2 separate regions of the Mus musculus genome follow, and region 2 is linked to region 1. A link is a contact called in public HiChIP or PLAC-seq data. All regions are on one chromosome and are shown on one strand. The core of a region is the stretch at or near the end of the contact, and the rest is flanking DNA. Distances in the headings are between cores, read along the strand shown. Region 1 overlaps Gm2762 (predicted gene 2762). Region 2 overlaps Gm34439 (a long non-coding RNA gene).

Evidence for each region. HiChIP or PLAC-seq counts read pairs in DNA pulled down with a chosen protein or histone mark.
Region 2: a contact with region 1 is called in an H3K4me3 HiChIP or PLAC-seq map of embryonic basal ganglia, with 5 times the contacts expected there. The contact joins two enhancer-like sites. A contact is called at or near these places in 8 of 484 Hi-C or Micro-C datasets (the AML12 cell line, cerebral cortex, differentiating embryonic stem cells and 3 more), 12 of 115 datasets of contacts at active chromatin or transcription factors (craniofacial prominence, embryonic basal ganglia, embryonic forebrain and 7 more) and 1 of 9 other capture datasets (embryonic stem cells).

Annotation. Positions count from the first base shown.
Region 1 is chr13:53,452,276-53,457,760 of GRCm38.p6, forward strand. Gm2762 (predicted gene 2762) reads left to right here. Exons shown (of 8, transcript NR_037991.1): 7 at 243-354; 8 at 1,826-3,355. Among named protein-coding and RNA genes, the nearest start is that of Gm33763, 6.3 kb to the right of the region's middle. Within about 2 kb of position 2,671, at least 14 of the 459 cell types and tissues checked have an H3K27ac peak or open chromatin away from gene starts, as enhancers often do.
Region 2 is chr13:53,776,114-53,781,598 of GRCm38.p6, forward strand. All of the region lies in intron 1 of Gm34439 (a long non-coding RNA gene), which reads right to left. Among named protein-coding and RNA genes, the nearest start is that of Gm34439, 8.9 kb to the right of the region's middle. Within about 2 kb of position 3,253, at least 3 of the 459 cell types and tissues checked have an H3K27ac peak or open chromatin away from gene starts, as enhancers often do.

The sequences.
Region 1 (5,485 bases), core at 1,421-3,920:
CTGGTAGAAGTTGTGATGCTCTTCTCAGGAAACACAGCACATGTACTCTGTGACTCTCACCTTCGCCCTCTCTGGTAACACAGGTAGACTGGGTATGAGCATCAGCCAATATCCCCACCTTTCACCCACAAGTGACTTTTAATAGCATTAACACACGTTATGTTCTTCCCCCCTAAACTATGGCTATTTTAATTTTAAAAGATTGCCCCAATATTCATAATGATCCTCTGCTGTGCTTGCAGACAGGAGCCTCGCATAACTGTTTTCTGAGAGGCTTCATCCAGCAGTGGATGAAACGGATGCAGAGAGACCCACAGCCAAACATCAGGCGGACGGAGCTCGGGCATCAGAGCGGTGGGTAGAAGTGAGCAAGCCAGAGGGGTCAAGGAAACCGGGAAGACCTGCGGAGTCAACCGACTTGGGCCTGTGGGGGTGCACAGAGACTGAGACACTAACCTAGGCTCCCTACACATTTGTAGCAGATGTGCAGCTTGATCTTCATGTGGGTCCCCTAACATTTGGAGCAGGGACTGTCTCTGACTCTGTTTGCCTGCCATTGGATCCCCTTCCCCTAGCTGGACAGTCTGGTCAAGCCTCAGTGGGAGAGGATGCACGTAGGCTTACTACAACTGGATGTCCTAGGGTGGGGAAGGGGGCTTCCCCTTCTCTGAGGTAAGTGGGGAGGAGGGGCTTATGAGGATGGGACTGGGAGGAGAGGAGGGTGGGGCTACGATCAGGATGTAAAGTGAATAAGTTAATTAATTAATGAAAAAAAATGCTGTGTCCTGAGTGACCACAGCATTGCTACTCCCTAGGCAAACACTGCACTGTGCATGACTTTCCGTGGGCACTGGGGTCACTTCCTCCCCAAGCCACTCAAATGGTTTTCTCACCCTCAAAGCGGTGGGCAGATGTAACACTTTTCCTGTATCCGCCCTTCATTAGTTAAAGTTGGGGCTTTCGTCCTTCCTCACTGCTTCTCCCTCTTCTCCCTCTCTCTTGCCCTATGGCATCCTAATGTGAGACTCACTTCTCCTGCGAGCCGAGTCCCGTCCCCCCAGGAAACTCCCAAGGCCCAGTCTTCTGGGGTGAGCGGCTGGCTCCTTTGCTCTTTTGGAAGCTTAGGGTTGAGGGTTGTTGGTTTTTTTTTTTTTTTTTTTTGTGAGCTCTGTCAGGGAGGTGTGGCATCGGGGTGGAGAGTCTGGGCTGATGCACCATCTCAGATCATCTCCATCACAGTACCAGCCTAGAAACCATGCACAGTGGCAAGGAGCCTCCAGGCTAAGGCCCTGTGCACGGTGCCTCCTTCACTGGTCGGTTTCCTCATTCTGGGGAATGTGTTTCCTGCATGGATGGGCTTCATTTTCAGATGAAAAGAGGACAAACCATTGTATATCTTCTTCCCAGTTTCCTAGTGACTTGTAGTTCTTTTTTTTTTTTTTCCACCCAAATCTGTCCGACATATTGCTGGAAAGTTGGATGCTTCCTCCTCCTCCTCCTCCTCCTCCTCCTCCTCCTCCTCCTCCTCCTCCTCTTCTTCTTCTTCTTTTCTTCTTCTTCTTCTTCTTCTTCTTCTTCTTCTTCTTCTTCTTCTTCTTCTTCTTCTTCTTCTTCTTCTTCTTCTTCTTTTTCTTCTTCTTTTTTTTTGTCCCTAAAAGTGTGAGACATTTATAGGCAGCTGAGAGAAAAGGAATTTTGACCTAATTTTGCTGGTAAGGAAATTTCCAAACCATGAGTGACAGTTCCTAGGGTGGCATGGGTTTACTTGGCAGGATCTGCTGTCACATCTCAGTGGCTTTGATCTTCATTATTTGGTGTCTTCCAGTGGATGCTCCAACACTGCACAGGAAGCTAAAAAAGAAAGGTCAGTCCCTGGCACTTACAAGCATGGTGTTTTCTAGTTGTTCTCAAGCAGAAGAGATGGAGGACCAGAAAGAATAGAACAGTGCCCGTTTCATGGGGACCGAACACACTGAGAGAACCTTACCACAGTTAAGTCTCTCTGCCCACAAGGGACCTATGGGATCCACCATCACACCGGGAGATCAAGGCACAGCAAAGACACATATCTGGGACTCACAACTCAGATCCTTCTATTCCTTGTAACTGCTCCATTAAAGGCACAGAAAAGAAAACGGTGCCATTTTACTGATGGATTCAGTGCAACAGATGGACCATCCACCTGACCAAACTGCAGAATCGAAGTATCCATGCACGGAGATATCATCTTCACAGAAAATTAAAAATCCCACATTTAAATCTCCATATAGTCACAGACTCTATTATATGACTGCAAGCAGTTCCTTCCTGTCTGAGCCTCAGTTTCTCTATTACAATGGAGAGAGTTAAACTAAACAGATTTTCCCCAAAGGATGCCACATGCTTTTCGGTCCTCCCATTCAGAGCTGACATTCTATGATCCTTCCCCCACCCCCACCCCCACCCCCAAACAGTTGGAGTCTTATTTTTAACTACACATAGATGTCTCTTACAAATTATCCAGGGTCATGGATTAGCTGAAAATACAAAAGCTTAATTTCCTCTGCTTGGCTACTGTTATAAATGATGATCAAAAGAGTCAAAGAACAAACAGAGCTGGCTGCAGAGAGAACGCTGGGATGGGGGCGGGGGTGGTGGTGGCAATCTTACCCAGGACCCCTTGCGGTCGGAACTCTGGGGTCTGTAATTCACTGCTGCTTTGGGCAGGCTGAAATGAATCATAACATTTTGAGCCCTCAATGGAAGAGAGAAGAAAAGGGAACAAGAGGCCAGCGAGAGTGAGCGCCCAGTGTTTCCCCAGTTAAATACATGTTTTCATCGAAGCGTTGATGGGTTCAGAGGAATGAATGGCCACGATTTAGTTATCTTTTGGATGGATGATTTTAAATGCTTGTTGGAAGGGTCTTTGATGAGACAGCCTCTTCAAGCCACACCACAGCACAGACTGGAAGTCTTCGGGACCGGGGGGCTCTCGCTGTCTTTCAGAGCCGGGAAGGCTTTGCGCTCTGAGATTCCTGACGCTGGCGTTTCTGTTTCTATGATCCCCACTGGCACACGGCTCACTTCCACCCTTTCAGACTCTCATCAGACAGCATGTCATAAGATGGGGACGGAGGGGGAGAGAGGGAGAGACTGTAGAATCTTAACTCATGCCGTGCTTATTTGGGGCTGGCTATGGTTTGAATGTCTGTGTCTTCTCCTCTGGAGAGATTCCTGTTGAAACTTAATCCCCATTACAACAGGATTAGAAGGTGGAGCCTTTTGACAGTGATTAGGCCTCAGGGCTCTGCTGTCACGGATGAGATTAGCACCTTCTCCACCAAGGATGGGATTAGCACCTTAATAAAGGGGCCTGAAAGAAGGAGTGCAGCCCTTTCGCCTTCCCCTCCCTTCTGCCATCCGAGGACACGCACTCCAGCTATGGATATGACAACAAGGAGACTCTTGGAGGCAGAGAGCAGCCCCTCTCCCAAAACACACTAGTGCCTCGAACCTACATCCCCAGAAATGTAAGGAACAAATTTCTATTTTTAAAAACATATCATTATAGTTTGTTCTGTCCGTGCAACATGTACCCAGTTCTGTGGTAGACTGAGGAAGGGTGACAGATCTGTTCACCTATACTAGAGAAACTGCTAGAACTTCTACTTTCCCCAGCTAGCTTTTGCAAAATGAGGTGGCTGGTGGTGTTGCCCAGTTGTGGTCCTGTACCCTGACATTTTTTCAGCTTGTCTCCCATCTAGGCACCAGGGAAACTAACAAATTTTAGTTGTTGGTCTTCAGCGAAGTCCCGTCTTGCAATCATGCTCCATCAGGCCCTGGTCCTGCCCATTTGAGAGAGTCGTACATCTATCCCAAAGATGAGTCCTAACAGGCACAAAACACACTATACAGTGAGGGCTTTCTCTCCAAGTCAAGCACTGTGAAACATCTGCTGCCTCTTGTCTTCCTGTAGTCTCACAGCAACCCCCAGAGCTAAGCGCTGTTGTGTGGACATTGCATATGGGCCTCTCAGGGCCCATTGTCAACAGAGAATCAGTCCCCAAGTGGGCGGTGTCCACTTGTGATTCCACGAGAGGCTGCCACCTCACCAGGAGACATAGACCAGAGTTAGCGGCTTTACTGAATATTCCTGTTGGCTCTAGTACTTCGTGAGCACCGTTAAACTTAGTGCACTATAGTATTCAATGAAGAAAGTTAGCCATTCAGATTTTCCAGCATGCGGGGTGCTAGAAGTATGCTTAAAACATTAAAACTCGGATTTGTGGGGCTACTGATTTATTGTCCCCGCATCTCAAAGAGGAACATGCCAGGGATTGGAAAATACTGAGAAACTTGGAGTGTTTTTTTTTTTCCTACCAAACTATAGTGCTAAGCTGTAACATTACATGAATAACGTATCATTACAGACACACACAGCCACGCATGTACATGCGCGTGCTTGAACACCAGTTCACTCATACCATGTGGAATGATAACAGCACTTGGGGGGTGTATTTAGAACACAATGTAAGCTAGTACCTGGTAAATGATATCCATGATGCTTAACCTGGAGAAAGTCCTCCTTGGATAGTGAGTTTTAAATCTCATGCTGATGACCCTAGGACATAACTTTGAACATGGAATAGACTTTAATGTCTCTACCTATGCAATGAAAGATCAAGAAACCATAAGAAGGAAGGAAAGTCAGACACGGCATATCACACAAATGAACTTTGAGTACATTGTGTTAATTAAAATAAGCCAGACACTGAAGGTTAAATGTCGCAGGACTCTGCTTGTGGGAAGTACCTAGAATAATCAAACTCACAGAGACAGCCGAGCAATGGTCTTCGGGGCCTACAGGGAAGTAGGCCCCGTTGTTGACAGGGAGTTTGAAAGATAAAAAACCTGGGAGCTGGAGATATGGCTCAGAAGTAGAGCATCCGCATGGTTGGATAGGCATGCATGAGGCCCTGGCACCCAACAAAGAAATAAGTTAGCTCTAGAGCCAATAGCAATGAAGGCTGTACAACCTGGTGAATATACCTCACGTCACTGAGCTGTACATTTTAAAGGAGGTAGAAATGATGAGTTTTCTGACAACTGAAAGAAAAGAAGGGGGGGGGGCTGGTGAGATGGCTCAGCGGTTAAGAGCACCGACTGCTCTTCCAAAGGTCCCAAGTTCAAATCCCAGCAACCACATGGTGGCTCGTAACCATCTGTAATGAAATCTGATGCCCTCTTCTGGAGTGTCTGAAGACAGCTACAGTGTACTCACATATAATAAATAAAATAAATCTTTAAAAAAAAAAAAGGAAGAGGGGGAGGGAAGGAGGGAGGGAGAGAGAAAGAGAGGGGAAGGCTCATAAGGAAAGAGACTGGGATCAAAAAGGAAAGCTAGTGATAACCACCACATTTCTCTAGCACTCCCCTACGTTTGAATGTGGTAGTGGTAGAACTGAGATTTCGTGTCTAGTCATCCTGTGTATTCTGGAGAGTATGT
Region 2 (5,485 bases), core at 2,003-4,502, 320 kb after region 1:
GTACCTCTGGGAAACCGGGATCACATCAGCGTTCTCTGTCCTGTGAGGCTCCTCCACCCCCAACTGTGTCCTTTCTGGAGGCTGCACTGACAGACTAAGACAGCTAGTGTCCTCGTTGTGGGCAGCTTTCCCTCCGGTGGAGCACAGCTCTGGGCTCTGTCAGGCTCTCTGCACTTGTCTGAGTGGGGACAGAGTCACAGCACAAAGAGTTTTAATCTGCCACCATCTTCACAAGCATTGTCCTCCTCCCAGTCTATAAAGTTGATGTAGTTGACAGCTGGGGGATTTGATGTCCGAGGGTGGAGCATCGCTGTTCTGCCTTCTACTGATCGCTGGCTTTGAACTTAGGAAACATGTAAGTAAGACTTCAGGTTTTCTGACTCCACTCTGGCTCTCCAGCCCGAGACAATGGTTGACTCATTCAGAGCCGCCAGCCTGATGTCAGGTAGCACAGCCTCCAGGGCACAAGCGGAACCTTTTGCTGAGTGCAGAGACATGTGTAACCGCATTAGTGTCTGCCTTGAAATATCCTTTCTGACATGCTGCCAAGAACCCTCGCTGCCAGGGATTCTGTGGCGAGCAGACTTCGGAAGGCAAGGAGCTGGTACCTCTTTTCTTTTACCTAAAACGTAGCTCACTGCATGAATGTTGTTTTTTATAATCACTTCTTTAGTTTTGAGAATTTCGTACATGAGTACTGTATTCATACCATTTCCACCTCTCCTGGCCCTAACACTTCCACATTCTTCTTCATCTCACCTTGAGTTCATGACCTCTTCCTCTTTATTATTGTTACATCTGTGTGCACATATGTATTTTTGCATATATATATATATATAGTATGAGTCCAGAAGGAGCTGGCTGTATTATGTCTGGGAAGGCAACATTGCGGTCTAAGCAGTGGGGTTGGACCTTGTATTCAGTACTTCCTCGGTCCTCAGTGCTGTAGCAAAATTCCTGACTGAGAAGCAAACGAAGGCAACAAGGGGCTGCTTGCTTGCTTCGAATTTTCTGCAGTCCTTCATGGGAGGAAAGGCATGGCTACAGTATCAGGAAAGAACCGGTCACATGGCATCCACAGCCGGTAAACAGAGAACAATAGATTGTTGGTGTTTCAGCTTGCTCTTAGGCCTTTGCTCAGGCTGGGACCCAGCCTGCTCAGGTTGTATCTTTCTGACTCAACCCAATCCAGAAGGCTCCTCACAGACATGCCCGGGCATTTGTTTCCAGAGTGGCTGTAAACCCCCATCAAACTGGCAATAGAGATCCACCATTACGGATCTCAAGGCGTAACCAGGCGGCTTCTAGGTTGACTGCCGAGGATCTGACTTGGGGTCAGTAGTGCCCTTGATCAAGAGGAACAGCCAGAAAAGGTGCAGGTTTTTGAAAGATTACTGTTTCAAAAAAGAGCTCCCAAAAGGCCATCCTGAGCTGGGAGGAGAGCTCAGAAGCAGGCCTGTTCCGTGGACAGATGCACTGGAGAGAGGGTTTGGAGCACACAGACTTCCGCCAGGCAAGGTCTACAGAGAGTGGAGGTCTAGAGGGTGTGGGCATCTGAAGCTCACCCCCCTTCTAGCACATCTGCCAGTTCCTACTGTGCACAGCTCCCTGCCTAGGCTGCAGCTGACAGTGTGAAGTTGCTGAACACAGAGATGGGAAGGGAAGCATTGCACACACACAGCTGTTCTTACTATTGTACCAAGCCTGCTGCAGACAGAGCAACAGTTACAGCCTTTAAATGTGCTGAAAAAAATTTTTTTTGGGATCCTCTCTCTGTGACCCTTTAAAGTGAATTTTACCCATCTTAGGTGCATTAAGTATGCTGCGTTAACCAAATGCAATATTAATGGACAGATAGAGACCTCGTGCTTCTAGAATAAAGATATAGATAGCCATTTACTTCCTATTCAGTCGCCCTCAGGACCCACTGCTCTACCTGAGGCAAGGATGCCAGCCACGATTCACAGAGGGCACTTCTCTACCAGCTGGGCTCCCTGCCATCTGGAGCTACAGCTTTCTGGGTGACATTGGCCTGGTTTCCAGTTCTGCCACATATTCCCCAACATGGGAAATTACTTCTTGTTTTCTCATCGCCTAAGAAAAAGCGGAGACAATTGTAGCAACTCTAAAATCAGAGATAATTGTTGCCATTTCTAAAATCATAGCAACTGGGTGTTTCTATCTCTGAGCAAACCTTGTCAACCCTGCAAGGGCTTGTCATCCTCACTCTATCACCCTCCTGTCTTCTTTGCTGTTCTCTTCTCTCCAGAATTAGGCTTCCATCACCCACTCAGCTTCCAGGTGTCATCCCTAAGAAGATGAAATGGGGATCGGTGGGGATGCGGAGACGTTGGGCGAGGAAGCAAACAGATGGGCAATGACTCAGGACAGGTGACGTTCAGGAGGAAGTAGCTGGACCAGGAATGGAGAAGGCAGGCGGTGGATGTGATAGCCCGGGTTCTTCAATTCATAATGGCATTAAGTGGGATGAAGGACTTGAGAGTTACATAGAATTGAGACCAGAAACATCCCCACGCCCTGTAGCCTTAAGCATGATGCTTTCCTGTTTTGAAGCATGGCTTTCTGCTGAAACTGAATGAATAGTCATGAGCGCTGTAAAGATATTGGTCAGTAATGAACTATGTATATGGTGGCCGTTTCTATGGCAACACTAATGTAAACAAATCTAGTGAGCAACCAATTGTAAATACACCAAGCACAATTATAGACAGTACATGATACTTAGCACCGAGGGACAGGGTCACTAGTTCATGTACTGATTATATTTTCTATTGCTGTCTTAGAGTGTTATTTTTTAAATTCCTTTCACTTATTAAAAAACAAAGTTTATAGTCAAATGATATAAGAGCAGTGGCTTCACACCTCTGTTGTTTTCAATGACTTTCGATTATACCATTTTCTCTCCTGCTTGGCTTGGTCATAAGTGGTTTAGTTCACCACTGACCCAGGAGCGCCAGGCTTTGCCCACATAACAGACTGCACAGTTTACATGGGTAGCTTGCTAGGCCTAAGTGCTGTCATAGTTCCACGGTAAAGCCCCTAATGATGGCTTCCTGAGGATGGCTTTCCACTGCTAAGCAATGCACGGCTGTGTCATACTGTGGTGCTCTGGGGAAGAAAGAAAGGCCTGGCCTTCAGGTTTAAGGTACCCTTTGAAGCACAGTGTCTCTTGCCAAACTAAACAATGTTTGTAACAGGACCTGCACAGTAGATGGCGGTAGAGGCCTGGGTCTGGCTACACCAGACAATAATCTGGGTAGATCACCAAGGAGAACTCATTCTGGCTCCCAGGGGGTCTCCTGGTTACACTAGAAAATCTGAAAGATCTTAGCCCCGCAATCAGGAACACATTGTTTAGCATTATATGGAAACTGATATGATTTTTTTAAAATGTCTTTTGGTGTTTGCTTTCCTAATAAACCTCAAGCATTCCCAGCCATCAGAATCATGCCAAACATGGCCCCCCTGGATGCCTGAAGGCCACCATCTGAGACCCTGCACTGAGCCCCTCCCTCCACACCCCACAGGTGGCCCAGTTCTTCCCTCATTGCATGAGACTCTTCTGCCCTTGCTCACCAGTGTTGTAATAAACACTGTTCTTGACAGATAAGGGGGAAAGGGTTTATTTCAGCTTATAGCTTCTAGTCAGTTCATGATGAAAGGAAGTCAGGGCAGGGACTAAAGTAGGAACCTGTAGGCGGGAGCTGGTGCGGAGGCCATGGAGTGGTGCTGCTTACTGGCTTGCTCCCCATGACTTCTTCAGCCTGCTCTCTTACACCTTCCAAGACCATCAGCTCAGGGGAGAGCTGGGCCTTTCCATAGCAATCATTAATTAAGAAAATGCTCCCACAGGCCTGTTTACAGGACCTGCTGATGGAGGTGGTTTTCCAACTGGGGTTCCCTCTTTCTAGCTTGGGTCAAGTTGACAATTACAAAACAAAACAAAACAAAACAAAACAAAACAAAACAAAACAAAATGACAACAGTAACCAGCAACAAAGAAAACAATCCGCTCATCAGCAAGACCCTAGAATCCCCATCTGTAGCAGGAATGGTCGGGGCCACCCAGCTGCAAAAGCATCTCCTGCAGGAGGACCTAATTGAGGACTGCCTGAGAGACCAAGGATTTCTGATGCAGACAATGTCAGCCAATTGGGAACTGCCGTTTAGAAGAGATGCTTTCTTGGGACCAATGGAAGCTCAAGTGCTCAGAGCGCTTGCTGCAGCCTTTCTCATCTGTTCCTAGAGTCTGTGTCATTGATTCCATGTCACCTCGCCTGCAACCCCCAAGGGCAGGTAGTCCAGGACACAGGCAGCACCCATCTGGGACCTGTACTCAGCCCTTCAGACATCCATGGAGAGCCCTCCCGTCTTCCACACCTCATACCCAAACACAGCTATCTGGGGGCCTGACAGATGGCTTAGTGGATAAGCAGTTGTCACACAAGGGTGAGGAGTTCAGATCTCCAGAACCCACATAAAAGCTGGGCAGGCATGGTGGCTGCCTGCAGTGGTAGCACCCAGGAGGCACAGACGGGGTATTCCTCGGACCAGCTGGCTACCTAAACCAGAGATGGAAGGCTTCATGTTCAGTGAGAGACCCTGTCCCTGAATAAAGTGGAGTCTGATCAAGGAAGACACAGACACCAACTCTAAGGCTCTACACTCACGTACATACACACACACACACACACACACACACATACACACACATACACACACACACGTGAGCGCACACACACACACTCACATGCACACAGAGATGTATGAGCACATGCATGCACACACATGCACATGCATGCACATGTAGAGACACATACATGTGAACATTCACACACACACATGCATAGCACATGCACACATGGAAATGAGTCACAACATTCTAGCCTGTCCTCTTTGGCTTTGATCCGACTCCCCAACCCACCTCACGTTAATAAAGAATACTTTGTGGAGCATCGTGCTGTCCGAGGCTCATCCCTTAATGGACATGATATTCTTAAGGTGTGTGGTCAGCTTCCTAGATACACTAGTCCAGCATCTTCAACAATTCTGTTTTGAAATATCTAGAAAAAAATGTGTTAATACCGAGATTAGTTCTTGTTGTCATTCTCTAACTAAAACTCTTTAACAACCTCCAGGATTGCATTTGTGCTTGTTACCACCTGAAAATGAGCTATTCTCAGAACTCTTTTCCCAAATTGGTGTTTGGGGAGCTGTTTGGGGTGGGGAAGTGGTTACTGGTAGGAAAGGAACTTGATGGTTAAAGCCCAGACCCACTTCTGGTGGAGCTTTCTTCTTGGTCTGTAAAGATGCAAGGAAGCCATGCCCGGAGCACCCACCACAGTCAGGAGGTGGCATCCCCACACCTCCCTGTCCACAAACCCATCAGCCAAGGTCAGTCTTCCTTCGATTACCTCCTTCTTGTCAGATGTTTGGGGGCAACCATGAAAAAGTCACTAAAACA